Linked DNA regions of Xenopus tropicalis: region 1 is linked to region 2. Evidence: chromatin contacts called from public Hi-C data. All regions are on one chromosome and are shown on one strand. Each heading gives the region's core, a stretch centred on a gene start, on an enhancer-like site or on the middle of the called end of the contact. The rest is flanking DNA. Distances are from core to core; before and after follow the strand shown.

The links. Hi-C and Micro-C count contacts between places; a contact is called where the count stands out from the background.
Region 1: a contact with region 2 is called in a Hi-C map of tailbud embryo, with 2.5 times the contacts expected there. The contact joins the promoter of vps18 here to the promoter of dnajc17 in region 2. A contact is called at or near these places in 3 of 5 Hi-C or Micro-C datasets (brain, neurula embryo and tailbud embryo).

The regions. Positions count from the first base shown.
Region 1 is chr8:115,324,232-115,328,467 of UCB_Xtro_10.0, reverse strand. It overlaps vps18 (VPS18, CORVET/HOPS core subunit), which reads right to left and starts at 2,216. Exons shown (of 5, transcript NM_001127982.1): 1 at 2,126-2,216; 2 at 658-799. The coding sequence starts at 2,213.
Region 2 is chr8:115,161,518-115,165,935 of UCB_Xtro_10.0, reverse strand. dnajc17 (DnaJ heat shock protein family (Hsp40) member C17) reads left to right here and starts at 1,929. Exons shown (of 11, transcript NM_001017233.2): 1 at 1,929-2,088; 2 at 3,020-3,089; 3 at 4,282-4,340. The coding sequence starts at 2,002. It overlaps zfyve19 (zinc finger FYVE domain containing 19), which reads right to left and starts at 1,642. Exons shown (of 12, transcript NM_001123487.1): 1 at 1,558-1,642; 2 at 1,237-1,299; 3 at 462-583. The coding sequence starts at 1,290.

The DNA.
Region 1 (4,236 bases), core at 967-3,466, 160 kb before region 2:
ATTTGTCTGAATTGCACAGCACATGTATCTGCTCTGCACAATTCTAGGGCTGCCAGTGGGGGATGTGAGAGAGGGGAGCCCAAGAGATGCAAAGATAAGATTTCTGTGTCAAATGGATTGGGGTGGAGTTTAAGCAGAGAATGGGTTGGAGTTTTGGTATAATATGGCAGAATGAAACAGGTGAGCAGGGAATTTTTTTCACTGGCGTCCCATTATATTACTTGGTGAAGTCCACCGTCCAGGGGGCTCCGAAGACTGGGTCCCCGCATCCCCCCTCAAAAGAATGTCCTGCTAACTTACTAGTTTGGCTTCTCACAATTACTCATGATGGCCCTGTACAGTTCTCAATATTCACAAATGCCCACTATTATCTATTCTGTAATTCTTTTGTTTCTGCAGTTACTTTTAGGCCCTCAACACACAAAAGGGTGAACTAAATATTCTTGTTAGTCTTGACTCCTGAAATTTTAGATTTAAAGACATGGGAACAAATTCCGAGCTTCTGATTTAGGGTAGAAGGAGAGGTTTATTTTTGATCATGCCCGACTCCTCAAAGAGAATTGTGGTCTAAATGCTGTAAGTTCCCTATTCTCTTTAAATGTCCAGTGTACCAGTGGCCTTGCATGTATGGGGAAGAACAACTAATCATAGCTTTACCTCAGAATGGAGTCTTTTCCCAAGCTCATACACAGCTGGTTACTACACACAAACAGGCTGTTGATATTCTCCGGAGGGGTGAAATCAATCCTTTGCTTGTTAAATATGGGCATTTCTTTCTCTAGACGAGCATTTACATAACCTGGAAATGAGAAAAAGTGGGAAAAGTATTTAATGATAGTCTATCAGGAAAGCTTTGTACGAAAAGATCAAAAATACAGTCTAAAACCGGATATGCATCCACAGCCCCCCCCAAAAAATATTATAATGCCTTACCAGATGAGGTAAGGCAAATAATTTAATTTTAATATAAATGATTTGCTTAAAATGGATTCTATGGGAGTTTTCTGAATATCAAAGATCTAGATAAAAGAGCCCATAGCTTTACCTAAAAACAATGTGTAATACTGTATAGACATTTTATTAAGAAATGTCAGTCGTCTGCAATAGCGAAGATTTATGACTGGAGACTAATCTCCCCGTGTGTCAATACCCTAAGGATGAAGACACACAGAGCTACTTCTAAGGGGGGGGGGCTGAAAGCTGCAGGGCATCGCCATCCGAACATACCATAGATATACAGGAACATAATATCTTGTTACGCACATCTTTATTTACGGTTTATACTTGGAGTCCCTTTGATTTAGCTTCATGCCCTGCCAAAACACCCTCACTGCCCAAATACCGGCCCAGCGCCCCTCTCACTGCCCGAATACCGGCCCAGCGCCCCTCTCACTGCCCGAATACCGGCCCAGCGCCCCTCTCACTGCCCGAATACCGGCCCAGCGCCCCTCTCACTGCCCGAATACCGGCCCAGCGCCCCTCTCACTGCCCTAATACCGGCCCAGCGCCCCTCTCACTGCCCGAATACCGGCCCAGCGCCCCTCTCACTGCCCGAATACCGGCCCAGCGCCCCTCTCACTGCCCGAATACCGGCCCAGCGCCCCTCTCACTGCCCGAATACCGGCCCAGCGCCCCTCTCACTGCCCGAATACCGGCCCAGCGCCCCTCTCACTGCCCTAATACCGGCCCAGCGCCCCTCTCACTGCCCTAATACCGGCCCAGCGCCCCTCTCACTGCCCTAATACCGGCCCAGCGCCCCTCTCACTGCCCTAATACCGGCCCAGCGCCCCTCTCACTGCCCTAATACCGGCCCAGAGCCCCTCTCACTGCCCTAATACCGGCCCAGCGCCCCTCTCACTGCCCTATTACCGGCCCAGCGCCCCTCTCACTGCCCTAATACCGGCCCAGCGCCCCTCTCACTGCCCTAATACCGGCCCAGCGCCCCTCTCACTGCCCTAATACCGGCCCAGCGCCCCTCTCACTGCCCTAATACCGGCCCAGCGCCCCTCTCACTAGCTCTGCCAGCGGGCTCAGGGAAATGTATGGGCAGGTCCCCCTTCACCCCCGCCTCCAGCCGTGCCCCCGCTTTCTCCCATAACCCATGCCTGTATATACTGTTCCTTACCAGACAGCGGGATATCCGGGCTCCGGCCCTGGTTGGAGAGGCTAGCCTGGGACAAGTCATTCTCATACTGCTCTAATATCGAGGCCATTGCAAGACTCTGGCATGGGAAGCCTACAACCTGTCAGCTGCCGCACTCCGCTTCCGGTATAGCGCAGATCACATGATCTCTCACAGCGCCCAGCTCGCTTCCGGTGCCGTAGGTCATGTGACGTTGCTGTGGCTTCTGGCCCTTAGGTGCCGGCTCCTACTGTGTTTATTATCTGCTACTCAGCCATAATTACATGTTGCAGTTATGACTTTATGCGAGTTTAGTTTCTTCGACGTGAAAAGAAATAGTGCCAGTTGTGTTTCAAAGAAAAGTACCAAATGAGGGGCAGTATAGCCTTCCCTTCATCATAAACGCAAAGGGCTGGACTTCTGCTGCATTAATTATAATTTCATCATACTTTTTTATATCTATGTTTTAAAACGTAGGTATGATAAAGTTTTGTATAGACTATAATTTTTACTAGCCAGGTGGTAATCCCAAATGAAAAGTGCATAGACCAGATTTATATTTCTATAACAATATATATAATATATACTAATATAATATATTAATATATATAATACTATAATATATATAATGATATAACATATATAAGTTGTTCTAAGGCTTATATCCAATAGGAAGCCTAGTTGCCCATGATCTCTGCTATGCTTTCCCGCCAGCAGTAATGTGAGTCGCTAATGGGAAGGTGCCCAAAGTTAGGGGCCCATTTATTAAACCACAAAACCAAGTAATTAAACCAGGTTTTTTTGAAAAAAAAATCGTATTTTTTTCTAACTTCTAGAACTTTTCGTAATGTCCACGATAATTGAGTTAAAATTCCACTACTTTATTGTGGTTTTCGTTAACTTCCACAAAAAGTCGTATTTTTTGTAAAGACTACGACCATTTTGGAATTCATTCAAGCTTTGGTATAGTGACTATCTTTTGGCCAGGTTGGAGCTGCAGAGTGCCATTCAGTCCTATGGGAGGCTTTCCTTGGGCCAGGTTGGAGCTGCAGAGTGCCATTGAGCCCTATGGGAGACTTTCCTTGGGCCAGGTTGGAGCTGCAGAGTGCCATTGAGCCCTATGGGAGACTTTCCTTGGGCCGGGTTGGAGCTGCAGAGTGCCATTGAGCCCTATGGGAGACTTTCCTTGGGCCGGGTTGGAGCTGCAGAGTGCCATTGAGCCCTATGGGAGACTTTCCTTGGGCCGGGTTGGAGCTGCAGAGTGCCATTGAGCCCTATGGGAGACTTTCCTTGGGCCGGGTTGGAGCTGCAGAGTGCCATTGAGCCCTATTGGAGACTTTCCTTGGGCCGGGTTGGAGCTGCAGAGTGCCATTGAGCCCTATGGGAGACTTTCCTTGGGCCGGGTTGGAGCTGCAGAGTGCCATTGAGCCCTATGGGAGACTTTCCTTGGGCCGGGTTGGAGCTGCAGAGTGCCATTGAGCCCTATGGGAGACTTTCCTTGGGCCGGGTTGGAGCTGCAGAGTGCCATTGAGCCCTATGGGAGACATTCCTTGGGCCAGGTTGGAGCTGCAGAGTGCCATTGAGCCCTATGGGAGACTTTCCTTGGGCCGGGTTGGAGCTGCAGAGTGCCATTGAGCCCTATGGGAGACTTTCCTTGGGCTGGGTTGGAGCTGCAGAGTGCCATTGAGCCCTATGGGAGACTTTCCTTGGGCCGGGTTGGAGCTGCAGAGTGCCATTGAGCCCTATGGGAGACTTTCCTTGGGCCAGGTTGGAGCTGCAGAGTGCCATTGAGCCCTATGGGAGACTTTCCTTGGGCTGGGTTGGAGCTGCAGAGTGCCATTGAGCCCTATGGGAGACTTTCCTTGGGCCGGGTTGGAGCTGCAGAGTGCCATTGAGCCCTATGGGAGACTTTCCTTGGGCCGGGTTGGAGCTGCAGAGTGCCATTGAGCCCTATGGGAGACTTTCCTTGGGCCGGGTTGGAGCTGCAGAGTGCCATTGAGCCCTATGGGAGACTTTCCTTGGACCGGGTTGGAGCACATAAACCTAAAGGTAACAAGAATATTTAAAACAAAAGTAACTGTTCAGCCCAAATTTTACCCTATTAAATGAACTCT
Region 2 (4,418 bases), core at 680-3,179:
TTATTAAAACGCACACATTTATTTTGGACAAGTTTGGGTATTTCACATTGGTAGCACTGTCAGCAGAAAGCTGACTGGGCAAAACGTGAGGATTTGGTTATTGTTCCCTCGGGCAATAGGTCCTTATCTATTTACTGGTTAACAGATAGTTACTCTATACTGGTATATAAATCGCATGGCATTGCTTTTAGGTCTGATGTATCCACCCCTCCCCTTTATGTCCAAAGCCAAAAATAAAAAAACTGTTAAAAATAAAGTTGGTCCCTGTCCTGAACAATGATTAGGTGCTGTAAACCCATCACCATGAGAAGTGGCTCCATACTTTTCTCACATATTGGAATGTCTTCCACACATAGAACACCAACAAGGCCCACATAAAAGCAAGCTTAAGGTATTGTGTAAAATGTGTAGTGTTATATAGGAGTAAGGATATCTGACTACTGACAGAGAGTACAGCTCACCTGCTGATTGTTTCATGGCAACGCCTGCAGACTTTCTGTTTGGTGTTCCCATACTGGGGGAGTACTGCACTAAAACCCAAGCAACTGCCACAGAATGAATGCCCACAGGACTTGCAACCACACTAAAACAAGAAACAAATCAAAATTAGATTACAATTTACATAATTTACTTAAAGATCTTAAAGGGATTCAGACACATTGATGACTTTATTTCCCCTATTTAGGGCTCTGGTACACGGGGAGATTAGTCGTCCGCGACGAATCACCCTGTTCGCGGGCGACTAATCTCCCCGAACTACCATCCCAACGGCAAAAAAGTAAGTCGCCGGTGGGATGGCACACGCTGCGCAGGTGATTTCGGCAAATCGCCAAAAATGCCTCGCGAGGCAACTTCGGTGATTTGCCGAAATCGCCTGCGCAGCGTGTGCCATCCCACCGGCGACTTACTTTTTTGCCGGTGGGATGGTAGTTCTGGGAGATTAGTCGCCCGCGAACAGGGTGATTCGTTGCGGACGAAGTTCGGGGAGATCGGGGAGATTAGTCGCCCGTGACAAGGGAGATTTGTCGCGGGCAACTAATCTCCCCGTGTGCCAGAGCCCTTACACTGTTTTTAGGACTACAGTCCCCTACAACACTAGGACCCATTCTATATAAAGATGGGTTGGATATCCAAACATACATTTATCATACTATTCCTAATTAATGTGTATTCTGTAAAGCGCTGCATAAATTGATGGCGTTATATAAATAATAATAATAATAATCTAAAAGGCACCTCTTTCTTGAAGATGGAGAACTTGGAAGCACAGCCAAAACACCTTCTATCCATGTTGCTTATCTGTTGAAATAAATATAAAAAAAACTGATATGAGAAACTAAAAAACACATTTCTATCTACTTTTCAGGAGGCTGTCAATGGCAATATATAATTATGAATTAAAATGAATACAGTGAGTCCTGATGATCTTAACAGTCTAAAGGAGGCAAAGGTAGGATACAATAATACTATAACACAAAGGAGCTTTCATAGAAAAAGTGTATGATATATACATTTTTATTACTATATGCAATACATACTTTACTAATGAATATATACCCACAACAGCAAAGTCCCCTCTCAATCGGGCTTGATTACAACTGAATGCAGCAGCGATATATTTTATTCTTTTATTTTGACACTGTATGATCCTTCTACCCCATGGTTCAGGAAGTATTTTTTGAATAATAGCACCCTGGGAATCGTAGTTCACATACTTCAACTTAACACGCCTGGCGTTAAATTGTACACTACATTTCCCTTAATGCAACGCGCAGCGGCGGTGATTTGCTTTGTGGGTTTTTTTTACATGGCGACGCGCGGTGTTTAGTGGGAAACGTAGTTCCGTATTATAAAATCTAGTTGCGTTGACTAATGTGAGAGAAAAAAAACAAACTACAAATCCCGAAACAGGAAGAGCGACCTTTCCCTAATGGCAAAAATAAATGAAAAACTAGGCACCTTTTCTATCTAGTGTGGAAGTCGAAAAGGAATAGAGGAAAAATGTCTTCTGGAAAGGCTTCTAAGGAATTACTCCAGATGGACCTGTACGGGCTGCTGGGAGTGGGGCCTGATGCAACAGCGAAAGAGGTAATAACAGGGATAGAATGCATACATATGGCTTACGGGGGATAATGTGCATTGCTAAAATTTGCTTCATGCTGGATATTATATCATTAAATTGGCTGGGTACCCTGCTGTATGAGATTTTTTGCATCAAAGTGCAGACGCTTTAAAGCGCATGATCACCGCTGAGAAAACTAAACTTTTAGTATGATGTAGAGTAATATTCTGAGATAAATTGCAATTGGTCTTTGTTTTTTATTTGTAGTTTTTTAGTTTTTTTTATGTTCAGCAGCTCTCCAGTTTGGTGTTTCAGCAGCTATCTGGTTGCTAGGGTCCAAATTACCTTAGCAGCCAGGGAGTGGTTTGAATGAATGGCTGGTTTGTTTATAAGTAATTTATAAAAATAAAACTGTAGCTTCACTGAGCAATAATTTTTTGGTTGTTGTGGTCAGTGACCCCCATTTAAAAGTTAAATATATATATAATATATACACACACACACACATTTTAAAATTTATAGAGAGATTCTTATGAAATATATCTGTTGTGTGACGCCATAGATTTAATTATGCAGCCAGCAGTGAATTACACAGTACATTTTCTAACTTGTGTCTTTATTGAAGGGCAGTTATGGAGGCAGAGGAGGGATAGGGTGAGTTGGTGAGGGGTATCTGGGGCTGCAGGGCAGTACTGACAATTAGCACTGAGGGCAGTGAAGCAGGGGAGTGTGTAATGGGGAAATATAAGATTTAATATATCAGGTGGTTCTTATTGGGCTTGCATGCAGATTTGTAGCCCAAGCTCTGAGCTGTAAAAAAGCATATTTCCATATTTATATAATATGGGTGAATAAGTTTAAATTTTTTTTTTTTTTACTTTTTGTTTTACTGTATATTTTTAGCAGTCAATTAATTATGGTCTTTTATTAACCTTTATGTATTGCTGAACTACGAAGATTAAGAAAGCATACAGACAGAAAGCGCTAACTTGCCATCCAGACAAGAATCCGGACAACCCTCGGGCAGGTGAGCCCCTGTGTTTATTTGTTGTTGTGTCACTCAAAAATGAAAAACCACATGCATACCTGGCCTCTCAGAATAGTTCTCCCTGGTGCTATGGAGTAAAGGAGGGCAGCGCCCCGACCATATGAAGAAATTGAATGCAAAACAGGGATAACCCCTGTGTTTTCTTGTGTTAAAGGAAAAGTAACACTAAAAATTTTTAACTAAAAAATCTATTCTACCCATCCCCTATAATTGCCCTATCCTGAAAACCATTTGTTATTTTGAATGCTTTAGAAGAAAATACCTATTAAACTCGGCTTCCTGTCATTTGAACAAAGGCGATACGGCAATGCCGGGGGAAAGTATCAGGAGATGCATCAACTATGTGGCAATCGATTGATCGAGCCTAGCCTGATGTGCCATACTCTGCCTGCTCTATGCTGTCTGTGTGTCCCATACTCTGCCTACCCTGCCTGTGTGTGCCATACTCTGCCTGCCCTATGCTGCATGTGTTTGCCATACTCTGCCTGCCTTATGCTGCCTGTGTGTGCCATACTCTGTCTGCCCTATGCTGCCTGTGGGAGGTGAACCTGGCAGGGGTTTGTTCTGGGAGTTTGTTAGCATTTGAAAATAGTCATTATATGGTCCCTAAGGTGTGTAATTATGTACTGAGGGTTGCTGTGCTATCCACAGGGGAAGAGGAGGCATATGGATTTAAGGTTGTGTCTTAATATGGCATAATATAATTCTTTCACATATGAAATAAGGGTGATAGCCCTACAGTGAGCACCAACCATTTGGGGTTTTGCTGCACTACCACCATTAATGTAGGTATAGTCTTAAAAGCTCATGTCATAACATGGGTGTGATTTTAAGTGGGTGTGGTTTAAAAAGGGGGAGTGGTCAAACTGGCTTCCATTATCGGCCCTCTACCATGTTGGCCAAAAAAATTCTGGCCCTCGGTACCACAGAAGATGGACAGCGCTGCCCTAGAGCCCTTAACCCTTGAGCTTCATGTCCTGTATTCCTATAGCAGCACTTAGAACTTACATTACCTGAGCCATTTGCTCCTGTCTTATGGCTGCCCAGCGTTATTTCATATGTATGTGACTTGAGCTGATGATTATTACAAAATTAAATTGGGGGTGTTTGTGATGCCATCATGTTACATTGTTTCCTCTGTTTCTGTGTTTTGTTTTTTTTTTTTTTGTAGCTGAACTATTTCATCAGCTGTCTCAGGCCTTGGAAGTGTTGACGGATGGTGCTGCCAAGGTAAGTGCCTGTATATGTGAAACAGATCAGAGCACTGCAGAGAGCTGTTCTGTATGTTAATCATTAAGATTACTATTG